Linked DNA regions of Zea mays: region 2 is linked to region 1. A link is a contact called in public Hi-C data. All regions are on one chromosome and are shown on one strand. Each heading gives the region's core, a stretch centred on a gene start, on an enhancer-like site or on the middle of the called end of the contact. The rest is flanking DNA. Distances are from core to core; before and after follow the strand shown. Region 1 holds the start of LOC103627191 (endo-1,4-beta-xylanase 1). Region 2 holds the start of LOC111258512.

Evidence for each region. Hi-C and Micro-C count contacts between places; a contact is called where the count stands out from the background.
Region 2: a contact with region 1 is called in a Hi-C map of tassel, with 3 times the contacts expected there. The contact joins the promoter of LOC111258512 here to the promoter of LOC103627191 in region 1. A contact is called at or near these places in 3 of 25 Hi-C or Micro-C datasets (ear, leaf and tassel).

Annotation. Positions count from the first base shown.
Region 1 is chr5:166,682,486-166,688,624 of Zm-B73-REFERENCE-NAM-5.0, forward strand. It overlaps LOC103627191 (endo-1,4-beta-xylanase 1), which reads right to left and starts at 2,539. Exons shown (of 3, transcript XM_008647488.4): 1 at 2,164-2,539; 2 at 1,353-1,940; 3 at 1-711. The coding sequence starts at 2,331.
Region 2 is chr5:167,148,861-167,154,999 of Zm-B73-REFERENCE-NAM-5.0, forward strand. It overlaps LOC111258512, which reads left to right and starts at 3,442. Exons shown (of 1, transcript NM_001357042.1): 1 at 3,442-4,497. The coding sequence starts at 3,485. The coding sequence ends at 3,994.

The DNA.
Region 1 (6,139 bases), core at 1,289-3,788:
GACCGTGTCGAGCGCGTCGCAGATGACCTCGCCGACGGGGTGGGTGACGTGGCCCTGCATCCCGACGCCGCCGACCCGCGCGCCGCCCCGCTGCAGGGCTCGGACGAGGTCGACGTACCGCTCCGGCGTGGCGGCCGGGTCGCCGCCGCACTCGACGTTGTAGTCGTTGACGAAGAGCGCGGCGGCCGGGTCCAGGCGCGCGGCCTCGCGGAACATGAGCGCGGGCACGCCGTCGCCGAGGCGGTCGCGGAAGAAGCGGCCGTGCAGCATCTCGTTGTTCACGTCGTAGTGCGGGAACCTGCCGGCGTAGCGGCCGAGGAGGCCCCCGAGGCGGTCCCGCACGGCCGCCATGAGCTGGTCGGGGTCGTCGCGCCCGATGTCCTTGACCCACTGCTGCACTTCGCCGTCCACGGCCCAGAAGATGCAGTGGCCCCGCACGGGCTTGCCCGCCCGGTCGCAGAAGTCGAGCAGGCGGTCGGCGTCCGCGTAGTTGAGCTGCCCGCGCTCCGCCTCCGTCCAGTACCACTTGAGCTCGTTCTCGAACACGGCCCAGTCCATGTGGCTCGTGAAGAAGTCCACGAACGCAGGGTCCTGGATCACCGTGCCGTTGATGCAGCTGCCGATGGGGAAGGCGCTGTCCAGCTGCACCACGCGCACCGACGCGCCCGCCGCCGCCCCGCTCAGCTTCACGACCACGTCACGCTTGCGCACCTGCATGCCAACCGTGCATATATTTGAGAGTGATGTGCACTGATTAATTAAGTGATTATTAGAGGCCGGCCGGTCTGCAACTGCAATAGCAAAACAATGTCGTCGTCCCCGTACTCCCGTTACGTGTGCCTTCATTTGGCGCGGTCACTATCGGCAGTCCGCAGTCAGCACCCGTATACGTCATAACGCAACACGCGCACGCCTAACAACAAGAGAAGAATGCGTACGGGACACCAACGATATGCAGCACTCTTCATTTCTCCCGGCCCGGCCCGGTAGCCGTGGAAGACACAGGAAACGACACTTGTGCGTGGCTATTTTAAATTTTACGCACATCACAACCAAAATGGCACTAGATAATCCTCGATGGAATTGTTTGTCAAGCCAAGTTGATGTTCACTCTCATCATCATTGCAGTATATATGACAGCAAAGGCAAACAGGTTTGCTGCTGCTGCTGCTGCTAGGTGGACATACTAGAAAGAGCACGTATGAAACATTAGGTTGGCTGGCCTTGGCCGTGATAATACTAGAAGGAAGGAACACACGTAACGTTAATTAGTCGTCGGAGATAATAATAACCCGGTGGTCATTTCAGGACGTACGTGAATAAAACGAAGCGAGAAAGCGCGTGTCGCTCACCTTGTCCGTCTTGTCCTTGAGGTACCCGAAGCGCGCCTTCGGGTCCGTGGCAACGATCCGAAGGTCCATGACCTTGACGTCGACGCCGGCAGGCGCGCCATGCACGTGCACCGCCGCGCTGCGGGGGCACTCCCTGAGCCGGAACGCGCCCTTGATCTCCGCCCACCTGCTGCACCCTGCCGCCGCCGACCCGGAGTCGGAGTCGGAGGCGGCCGAGCAGGCGACAGCGCCGCACTCGACGACCACGCCGTCGTCGACGCGGATGCTGACGCGCACGGGGTGATGGCGGTACTGCTGGCGGGCTCCCTCCTCCTCCTCCTCCGCCGCCGCTACGGCTACGCTGGCCCAGCCCGCGACGCGGTACGTGACCCGGGGCCTGAGCGCGCCCGGCGGGATCGCCTGGCGCAGCCCGTCCTCCTCGCCGCCGCGGCCCGCCGCCAGGACGTACCGGCCGCTGCTGGGCGTGCGCTCGCCCCCGACGGCGGCAGCGGGGAGCCTGGCCGGGTCCCGCTCGTGGCGCAGCGACAGCGCCGTGCGCGCGCCCGAGGGAGCCCAGCCGATGGCGTTCGCCTCGAACACCACGTCACCCTGCAACAGAGATCATGAGACGGACAAGTATGCATGCGCTTCTTTTCCGCAACTGCACTGTACTGTAGTGCAATACAAGTGGGCAGCGTGGCAGCGCGCGGCCAGCGGATTGAAATTAAAGCGCCGCTACCTGCATGTATCATATCATCTTTGTTGGTAATTATACACGTACGTCAGACGACGCAGCAGGCTGGCCTGCTAGCTGCCACATGAGTTTGCATACCTGGTGGTGAGGACTGCAGGCCATGGTCGTCGGCAAGCTGGGTCGTCGGAGGAGTTTGGTGTTGGGATGGAGGGGAAACTTGTTTGCTCTCCTGACTTGTTGCGAGGAAACGGGACCCGAGGACGCAGCCGTATTTAAAGGCAACCGGCGGCCGTCACATATCATCATTATCTATATCATGACAGGAAAATCAAATGTATACTACCGCTGGAGTTGCTTGCGGCAATGCGTACGTAGTACAGCAAAGACCAACTGACTTGTTACCCCCAGTTGATTCAAAGAACAAACTGCAAGCAACTAGCTAGTTGCGACGATTGTTGTTACCAAGCGAACGCTCTCTCACTCTCCATTCTTATTTTTTTTAAAAAAAAAACTCAAGGTGATCAAAGCAAGAGCACCCCGTACGTGCAGCTGCACTCTAATTGGCCAGACACAACAAATTTCTAGAGATGATGATGATGTATACATGCCTTTTTCAAAGCAAGCAGTGGGTGTTTATCAATTAGGTTTCTTCTCTTGTACTGTATATCTCGGCACATACTCTGTCTCTCTTACACTGATTCGATCGCTGCATGTGTGTCACAAACCGATTACAGCATGCACCTGGTAGTGTCGCGCGTACCTGCTGCCACATCAGTTCACTGCAGAGTATTCCCTCGGTTTCGTTTTAGTTATCGCTGAATAGTACAAAATTGAACTATCCAGCGACAACTAAAAAGAAACGGAGGGAGTATCATTTATTTCCGCTGGAAAAACATAACTACCCCAGGATAAACTATATATATCGAGCGACCACGCTACCCCTATTTTATTAATTCTATATCAAGTACATATAAATCTTTGGCAGTTGAAAGCATATACGTTAATGTACAAAACCACATGTTTATATGGAGCGTGCAGGTCAAGTATATAGATGATGATCGAGCGCATATGCATGGCAGGCACCAGTCGCAAGTTGCAGCCGCCGCCCGCACTGCATGCGCCCATCAGTTTATTAGGCGTACAGCGTCGCCAAGACTGCTACGGCATGCATGGCTTCAAGGCACGGATAGCGGCTAAAAGCTAGCAAAAGCGTCGCGTGCGTGCATGAATTGTGTTGTGTCATGTGTGTCAGTGTGTGTGTGTGCGCGCACATATTTTATGGTGATGCACCGCGACATCGCTCTCGCCGTGCCGACTTCCGTGCACTGACCAGTTTAAGGCGGCCTCCAACGGCTCACTCTTGTCCTCCCCCTCCGCGGTACTCAAACTCCCCTGCTCGCTCACCCTATTTGGCGTCCGAACGTCTGCGGATCCCTCTCGGAACCGGCCGGGGGAGCTCTAAGCTAATAATCCCCACCCGTTCGCTAATCGCTATATTTATTTGTAAAATTAACATGTTTATATAACCTGATAACAATATGTATTACGGTAGTATAAATATTATATAATTTTTTAACCTTAAAAACTGGTATAGAAATGTTAAATAGTTGAGTTAGAGCGTATATGGGAAGTTGAACCAGAGAATTGTTGGAGAGTGAGAGGAATAAGGGGAGGTATATATTAAAATATGAATAGATAGTACAGATAGGGGATTTGAGAGGAAGAATTGTTGGATTCAGCCTAGTAGGGAGGGCCATTTGTTGAACATGGATGAATGCCTAGTAACTATGTAGCATAACCAGCACATCAACGTGAATGTACAATCCACCGAGTCGTCGCGACAGGAGTAATCCACCACTTCCTAAACCCTAAACCATGCAGACCCATCTTCGTCCACACGTAAGCCCCAAGATATCCAAATTCTTATCACATCTAGATTATCAAGGAATATAGATTCTAAGAAAAGCTCTTCGGAAAATTACATAAGAGTGAAAATTACATGATTGAACAACCACTCCTATCACTGTCGGTTTGGTGATCCAGTAGTGATAATACGCACAACACTAAGTCAAAAGCATCAGCTGACGCTAATAATAATGTATCTATAGCTATCATTGTCGACCTATGGCTTCAGTATGGTCAGTGCATGATCAGAAGTTGGAGGTGCTTGCAACTCAATCCATCTCAAGCATAAGGCCTACTCCACTCTCGCTCAATCATATCGTGAATTTCTCAAATATCTCTCTACATGGAAGTGTATGTTTCATGCAATGTAATCTTAAAAATCCCTTCGAGTCTGTCTCTCTCATTTGGAAGCAAGAAGGAGCAAGGCACAATCATGGGATTGATGACCCAAGGGTATCCCATCCACCAAAGTTAAGTTACCAAAGTTCAATTACATGGATTATATCTCTTTATTCAAGATTTGTTCATATCTCAATCACTAGTTTCATCCTCTATATACAAGGCTAAACCATAGGTTACACAACCCCAATACCTCACTGAAATACCCCTAGATGATCACCAATCACTCCTAGGAAACATTACTCACAAATCCTAGACCAAACATCAAGAACATCATACCTAGAAAAAACAACCTAGATAGGTCCTATCGACGTCCTCATGGACTATCCAAAGGAACACCAAACTGTACTATAGGTTCATCCAACAAGTTCCCCATTTTGGATTACCAAGTTTTATGAATCTTTTTCGCTTGATTTCATTTGTCTTCATCACCAATCTCAATCCCATTCCCTTCAACCCTTTCTTGCAGGATAGGTATGATGTGAGGTACGTGTATGAGTTGACATGATCATCCATGATTACTCAGACTTCATGAAAGTTGAGGCATCATTCCCAATTATCCCTATTTTATACAAGTTCATTATATGTGCATACCATTCCAATGTTGTTTAATCAACTATACTTTCAATCAAGCTAGCTCAATTCACCTAGGTAATGTTGGCCTCTTCAACAAATAAATGGGTTGGGATGACTCATATGCTTAGTTGGCTAGAATCGGTAGCATTAGAATGTGAGAGGGAACTCACTCTCACACGTGTATATTTTTCACTAGGTATACCAACATTATAAATTGCAAGGGTTCAATTTTAATTAACCTTGAACTTGCTTAAGGTCAAATTTCAAATTGATTTGACATAATTTGTTGTGATTCAACTCAACACGGTGTAAGGTTATTGTGAACGTTGAATCTTGAGTGATGTAGCTCATGGAGTAGGTGAAAGGGAAATAGGCTTACACCTTTTCCTATATGAATTTTGGTGGTTGAATTGCCCAAGACAAATTAATTGGACTAACTAGTTTGCTCTAGATTATGAGTTCTATAGGTGCCAAAGGTTCAACACAAACCAATAAAAATCCAAGAAAGGGTTCAAATAAAAAGAGCAAAAGACAACCCAAAGGCAGCCCTGGTCTGGCGCACCGGACAGTGTCCGGTGCACCAGGGAACCCAACTCCAAACTTGCCACCTTCGGGAATTCTGGGAGCCGCTCCGCTATAATTCACCGGACTGTCCGGTGTGCCAGCGGAGTAACGGCTACACAACGCCAACGGTCGTCTGCAATGGAACAGTAAAAGTGAATAGTGCACGCCTGCGCGCGCAGAAGTCAGAGCAGCGCCAGAAGGCGCACCGGACAGTGAATAGTGACTGTCCGGTGCACCACTGTACTGTCCGGTGGCCCAGTTGTCAGAAGCTCCAACGGTCGGAACCCAACGTCCTGGTGACGTGGCTGGCACACCGGACAGTGTCTGGTGGCGCACCGGACTATCCGGTGTGCCATACGACAGAAGCCCTCACCAACGGTTCTTTTGGTGGTTGGGGCTATAAATACCCCCCAACCACCACACTTCAATGCATCCAAGTTTTCAGCCTTCAAACCTCATACAAGAGCTCTAGACTTCATTCAAAGACACAAACAAGAGATCAAATCCTCTTCCAAGTCCAAAGATCATTCCAATCAAATAGTGACTAGTGAGAGAGACAATTGTGTTCATTTGAGTTCTTGCGCTTGGATTGCTTTTCTTCTTCCTTCTTTCTTGTTTCCAACTCAATTGTAATCAAGGCAAGAGACACCAATTGTGTGGTGGTCCTTGT
Region 2 (6,139 bases), core at 2,192-4,691, 470 kb after region 1:
TCGATCTAGGTGGCGTCTCCCAGTTGACTTTCTGGCGCCAAGGATAGATTTTAGATCCTGTTATATTTATCTTTTATTTTGTAAGACTTCCGCTATGTAATAAGTACTCTGATTATATTGTGACATTTATCTCTATACACTCTGTTATTATATATGTTGTCTTCTTGGCGCATGTATGAGATGCAACCCGGCTTTGTCCTTTAAAACTGGGTGTGACAGATAAGCTTCTCGATATCTTCTTGGGTAAGGTGCTTTTCTCTTGAGATGAGTTAAGAGGAGAATGAAAGCATAAGGTGAGGATTAGCTCTAATATGTGATCTATGTTTTTAGAGAAAACCCTTTTTGTGAAAAAAGAACACACAAGCCCGGCAATGACAAGCACAAACAAATCAAATGCTTTGAATGGGAGAGGAATAGAGTTTTCCAAAGCATGAATTACTCGGATTCGAGGGCTAAGCGTAACTACTACTGCTCGGCTCCTAAAACTAAGAACTACGCTAAACGTGATTTACGAGCATTAATGTTAAAGCATCACATATGTACACAAAAGGGGAGCAAACATCAAGCATAACTCATTTTAAAATGCCCTAGGGGCCACACAATTAGAGATTTTCAAAACACGTGGCTACACGGTTATATCTCATACATGCAGGGCTCTGGCCAAAGTGAAGAAAAACTTCACTGTCCAATGCATGCTGAGGACTAGGCATAACTAACTTCGGACCCGACAACTTCTCTTCTGGCGACGCTGGTGCACAACTTCATTCTGAGACATCCCCTGGATGGGTCAAGAGGGAGCTAATGTTGATGACTTCTTCTGGCGGCGACTGAGATGAAAGGATGGAGTCGAACTCTTCTCCAAGTGGGACTGGCTCTTGTAGCTCCAAGGTGACCTCAAAGGGTGGTGGTGCTAGTGGGGTGCTTGCAGCTTCTTCCTTGACCTCAAGGGTGGGTGCTGGAATCTTCTTCATGGTGAGGGGCTCAAACGATTGTGGTAGTGGATCTTGGGAGGGTTTGGGATGCTCTTGCTTATCCACAATCTGAGGGGAGACTGGTATTCCTTCTAGGACTATGGCCCCTTCTGGGAGTTCCTAAGCCTTCCTCTCTTATTTTATAGAGACTGGGAGGTCCAGCAGAATCTAGGGCTCTTCAGCTCTCATGGGTTGAACTGGGTTGGATGAAGCGGGCTCTTGGATCCAAAGGGCTCTACGTTTGTTGTGGGTGACTAAGTAGGCCTCAATCAACTTCTGGATGTGCTTGTCCTTAGCTTTCTCTAGGGCTTCAACATCAATGACTTTACAACTTTCCAAGGTAGATGCATTAGGTGGAGCTGTGGTGAGATCCACATGGAGCTAACGATTGCGCCTCTCTACATCTTATGCTCGGGCAATCATCTTACGGTGGTGTCGAGCCAAGAGATTATACTGCGTATCCAGGGTAAGCAGGTATATTGTGGGGTACATGACTATATAGTCGTCCTCCAGCAGTTGCTGCCCTTCAAAGGCACGCATCTTGGCCATCCAAACGGGGCGGTCTCTCTAAAAGGACGGAAAGAATCTGAGCGGGGTGTTGACCACTTCCTCTTCATAGATTTGACACAGGGCCCTCAATGCCTTGTGGGCGACGACTTAGCATGTGTCTTCGAATCTGCGCCTCACGGCAGTGACACCCAATTCCACATGGTGCAGACTAGATCCAATGTAAACAGTCACGACACACTTCTCTGTGCCATGCTTGATGAATTCACGACCGTCGTACTCTGGCTGGCTCTTGATTCCATGACGTGTTGTACATGCTCTCAAGTAAATATTTGTAGGGTATCTTGAAGAGAATTTTGGAGGAAAATAGACCACTATACTTTCTTTATTGAGATCAACTTGCAAACAAACATTTTTAAACAAAATTTAAAAATTCATTTTAAATTTAAAACGAGTTTGAAAAAAATTCTATATTCGAATTTTCAGGGTGCTACAGTGACCAGCGCGGGGATGGTCCGTGAATAGATCGAATCAGGCGCAACTAATCCATGTCCACACGAGTTTATCACTCTAAATCCACGGTTGCTGTTGGGAGACGCCTTGGAATGGGTCCATACCTCTCCTTATATATTTTAAGGGGTACGGTCAATTGCGGACACCAACAATCGAATCAACAATCAATTTATCTTCTGTTCTTTCCCTTTTGCCCTAGGATTAAGCATAGTTTTCTTCCTCTAATATTCACCTCTCTACGGCTCTATGTCGTATAGAGGCGTCTTGGTTGGCCTGACAATCCCAAGACAAACCCTAGGATCTCTCCTCCCCGACGGGGTCCCTAGCTCCTGGGAGCGAGATCCAGGTGTTGTTGGCGAACTCGGTCGCCTCTGCGCACACGTGAATCGTCCGACCATCAGGCGTGGACTGTCTAGCTCGTCAGCAGAAACCCTAGCCTCTGCACCAAGTCGTGGACTGTCCGCGCTTTTGCAGAGAGCATCGTCGTCGGTACATATCGCAGTGATTGGCGTCAACAATAATTTGTATAGCGTCTATCTGATAGGATCATCGACGAGTGTTGCCTTTATCTAGCTTCTGAGATGATGGAGATGTTATCATTATTGAAATACTTGGAGCAATGGGATGCAAAAGATCAACATACAATGGAGTATTTGGAGCTTCAAGAGGCTTTTGATACCATGCATATCCTGATGATAATGTGTGGTATGTATGGCTATATTTAATTATTGTAATAGTTATGAATATTTGATTTGCGGATTGTACTTTTTTCTCTTTATTATTATAGTGATTTTATCATAAGATGTGAGTTTTACCTAAAAGGGATTTTAAAGAGGCAACCATTTGCACTAAATAGCTCTAATTATGAATGAAGTTTGAAGCCTATTTTCTTGTGGCTTTGAATATTTTTCGTGTATTTGCATTTGTGAGACTGTGACGGGGACTCGGCCTTCTTCCAAAAGAAAGATATACATGCGTTTAACCTCAAGGTTTTCTTTGTGTAGGTTAAATCTATTTGTTTTGCTTTTTGTCAAAGAAAACATGCATTTGTGACTTGCACATTTGGTTTTGATATGAGAAATTGAGCTGAGAAAGGTGTTCTCATCCGGTCTGGCTCGAGCCTTATAATAAAGTTTTTAGGCCGGTGCTGTGCATGAGCGAGTATATCACGGCAGGCCTGCTCGGATCCATATCTCTATAGATATACTTTGTTCACTGATAGAAGTCAAGAAGTGAGCTGGTGACATATATACCTCGAACAGCAAGAAAGTTTCGACATTCCATGGCATGAGGGGTCCACGTGCATAGCAGTAGCAGCAGGCCATCAGCGAGGAACGACAAGGGCCTTCTGGTAAAATCAACATCCACGTTATCGTATAAAGATCTCCATACTAGCACAACAGCGCAACAGCTAGCCCAAGACACCGAAAGATCACCACTGCACTGCCCCTCTGCAGTGCTCTCTCACTCTCACTCGCCTCTTCTCAGCGGCCATGGAGCCCCAGCACGGCGAGAAGGAACTCCAGCTTCTCCTCCTCCCCACAACCACGCCTCTGAACGCTGCCTTCCTCCACGCCCCTCGGCCGGCGGCGGCCAGCAGCCCCTCTGACCACCCGCAGCTGGACCTGAGCCTGTCCATCAGCATTGGGCCACCGACGCCACATGCGGCAGAGCAAGCAGGACGAGGCCGCACGGCGACGGCCGCTGAGCAGAGCAAGAGGGCGGCGGACGTGCAGGCGCTGAAGCAGCAGGCGGCGGAGCAGGCCCGGATGGCGTCGGCGGAGCGGGCGTACGCGGAGCGCGTGAAGGAGCTGGCGCGGCGGGAGCTGGAGCTGGCGGAGCGCGAGTTCGCGCGGGCGCGGGCGATCTGGGAGCGCGCCCGCGGCGAGGTGGAGAAGGTGGAGCGCGTCAAGGCCATGGCCGCGCGCCGGATCGCCGCTGGCGCCTCCGCCGCCGCGCTCGAGATCACCTGCCACGCCTGCATGCAGCGCTTCCACCCTTAGTAATAATATATAATACTATATATAATCAGCATCAGCACGCCATGCATGCATGTTATTGGCTTAATTATTTTGTTATATATAGCTACCGTGACTATATAGTACTCCTGTACTACTAGCTAGTATTAATTACATTCGTTAGCTGTGTTAAGAACTTTGTTTATGAGTTAATGCAGGCTTGCGATCGCATCACCATAGGTAAAGGGAAAAGACAGATCGATGTTCTTCTCTTGCTTTCTTGCAGAATACACACCGCATCGTTTGAGCCAGCCTAAAAGGAGAAGGAAAGGGAATCTAGACAGCAGATTAGCTTTGGCTAGCTAGTAGGGCTCTGTACAGTTTGGAAGGATAAGCTAAGCTGGCTGGCCTCACTCTTGGCTGCCTTTAATTTGCTTGCTTGCTTCTGCTGGGGGACCTCTCACAAAGAAAGAATCCAGGGTGGTTAGATTGTAATTCGTCAATTCTGTCTGTGTTTTATATGAAATATAAAGTTCCATTCTGTGGGCATGTAGTGGGACATATCCTTAGTCCGTTTGTCGGAATTGTTTCGGCTGATCAAAGCTTATATAAATTAGTGAAGCAAGTCGGCCAGGAACGATTCCGTGAAAACCTAACGGACCCTTGATCCTTCCGTTATATATCTAAGAAAACTAATAGGAATTCCAAAACGTTGGATTGGACTAGTACCTTAGAGAGCTGCCGTACCATATCCACCATCAAGGCCAGATCTGGACCATGATGCATGTCAAATACGTACGGCAGTCGGCAGCCAGTAGTGACACAGTCTGCTGGGCATTCAGAAAATGAAGGGTGAATAGCAGCCCTCTGTAAAAGATCAGCAGACGAGCAGGAGTAGGAGTAGGGGATGGAGGGGCATGCAGACAGGAGCGCGTCAGCAGATTCCTGCACAACGGTGTTATTCCTCAGCCATGCATCACTCTTACCCATGAACAGCCGCGGCCTACAAGCTGAAAGAGAAGACACAGACGTGGCGCGCACAGTGCGTTGATGCCGCCAATTCCAATGCCAGGCCAAGATGTCGGCACTCCATCGGCAGAAAGGATCTTACTGTGCCGCTACAGATTCCTAATTCTCCTTTTTTATCATTTCTTTGCGTTGGTCTCTTGAGTTTGAGTTTTACTCCCTCCGTTCTTAATTTGATTTTTTAGGTCTATATTAAAATAGATAATAATGAATCTAGACATATATATATATATATAACATATACATTAATTATTGTATGAATCTTCTAATTTTTTTAAAAAATTTTATTTTAGGACGGAGAGGGAGTAGTATTTACTATTTAGGTTTAGGATCTGTAACAATCAATCTTGAAGATCTCCAACTAAGACTAAAATTATATGGATGGACAAAACACTGTTTTGCATTATAGATTATGCCGAGTTCAAAATAAAAATTAGAGATAAAAAAGACCGGTGAGCGGTGGCCTTAGCGTAAGCACTTCAACATTGCATTCTCAGTACGTATTTAGAGTACACAATACATATCATAATTCATGTGGGACCAAATCTGAACTCTCTATGATCAAAGACCAGTAGTGACTCAAGAGATCACTGATGAGGAAGCACCAGGAAATCCCTCGCCTCCCACGCAGCCACCGCCGCAGTTGTTGTGCGCCTGGTGGGGAGGTGATTTTTGGATGGGGTGGCATTTCTTCCGGTCTTCTCTGCTAGCTGCTGCTAGCCGAACAGTCGTCGCCGGTCCGCCGCCGTTGCTACAATTCACCGCCACCAAATGATTGGTTCATATCACAATCCATATAGAGGACGAGATCGAGGAAGAGGCGCAAGTGCTAGCAACAGTCTACTGAAGTGCCATGACTCAGAGGCAGGAGAATGTCCAGTAGGAGAATGTCCAGTAGTAGTAGTGCGTGATCCAAATCAAATGATTGGTGTGTAATGCTTATGCGTGGTGGAAGTGGAACTGGAACGAAAGGAGGTTCAGGTTCCCCGGCCCTCTCATTGCTCTGATCCAGACCAGACATGATGAGGTGATGAGCAACCCCTTAGAAAGTAGCCTACCGACCCGGAAGGAACAGACCAACCCCCGAAACATCACTAGCAAAAGCCACAGCCCATGTGCCCTTCCTTTCGCACGTACTCGACGGAATCTTGTCCTCACATCAGT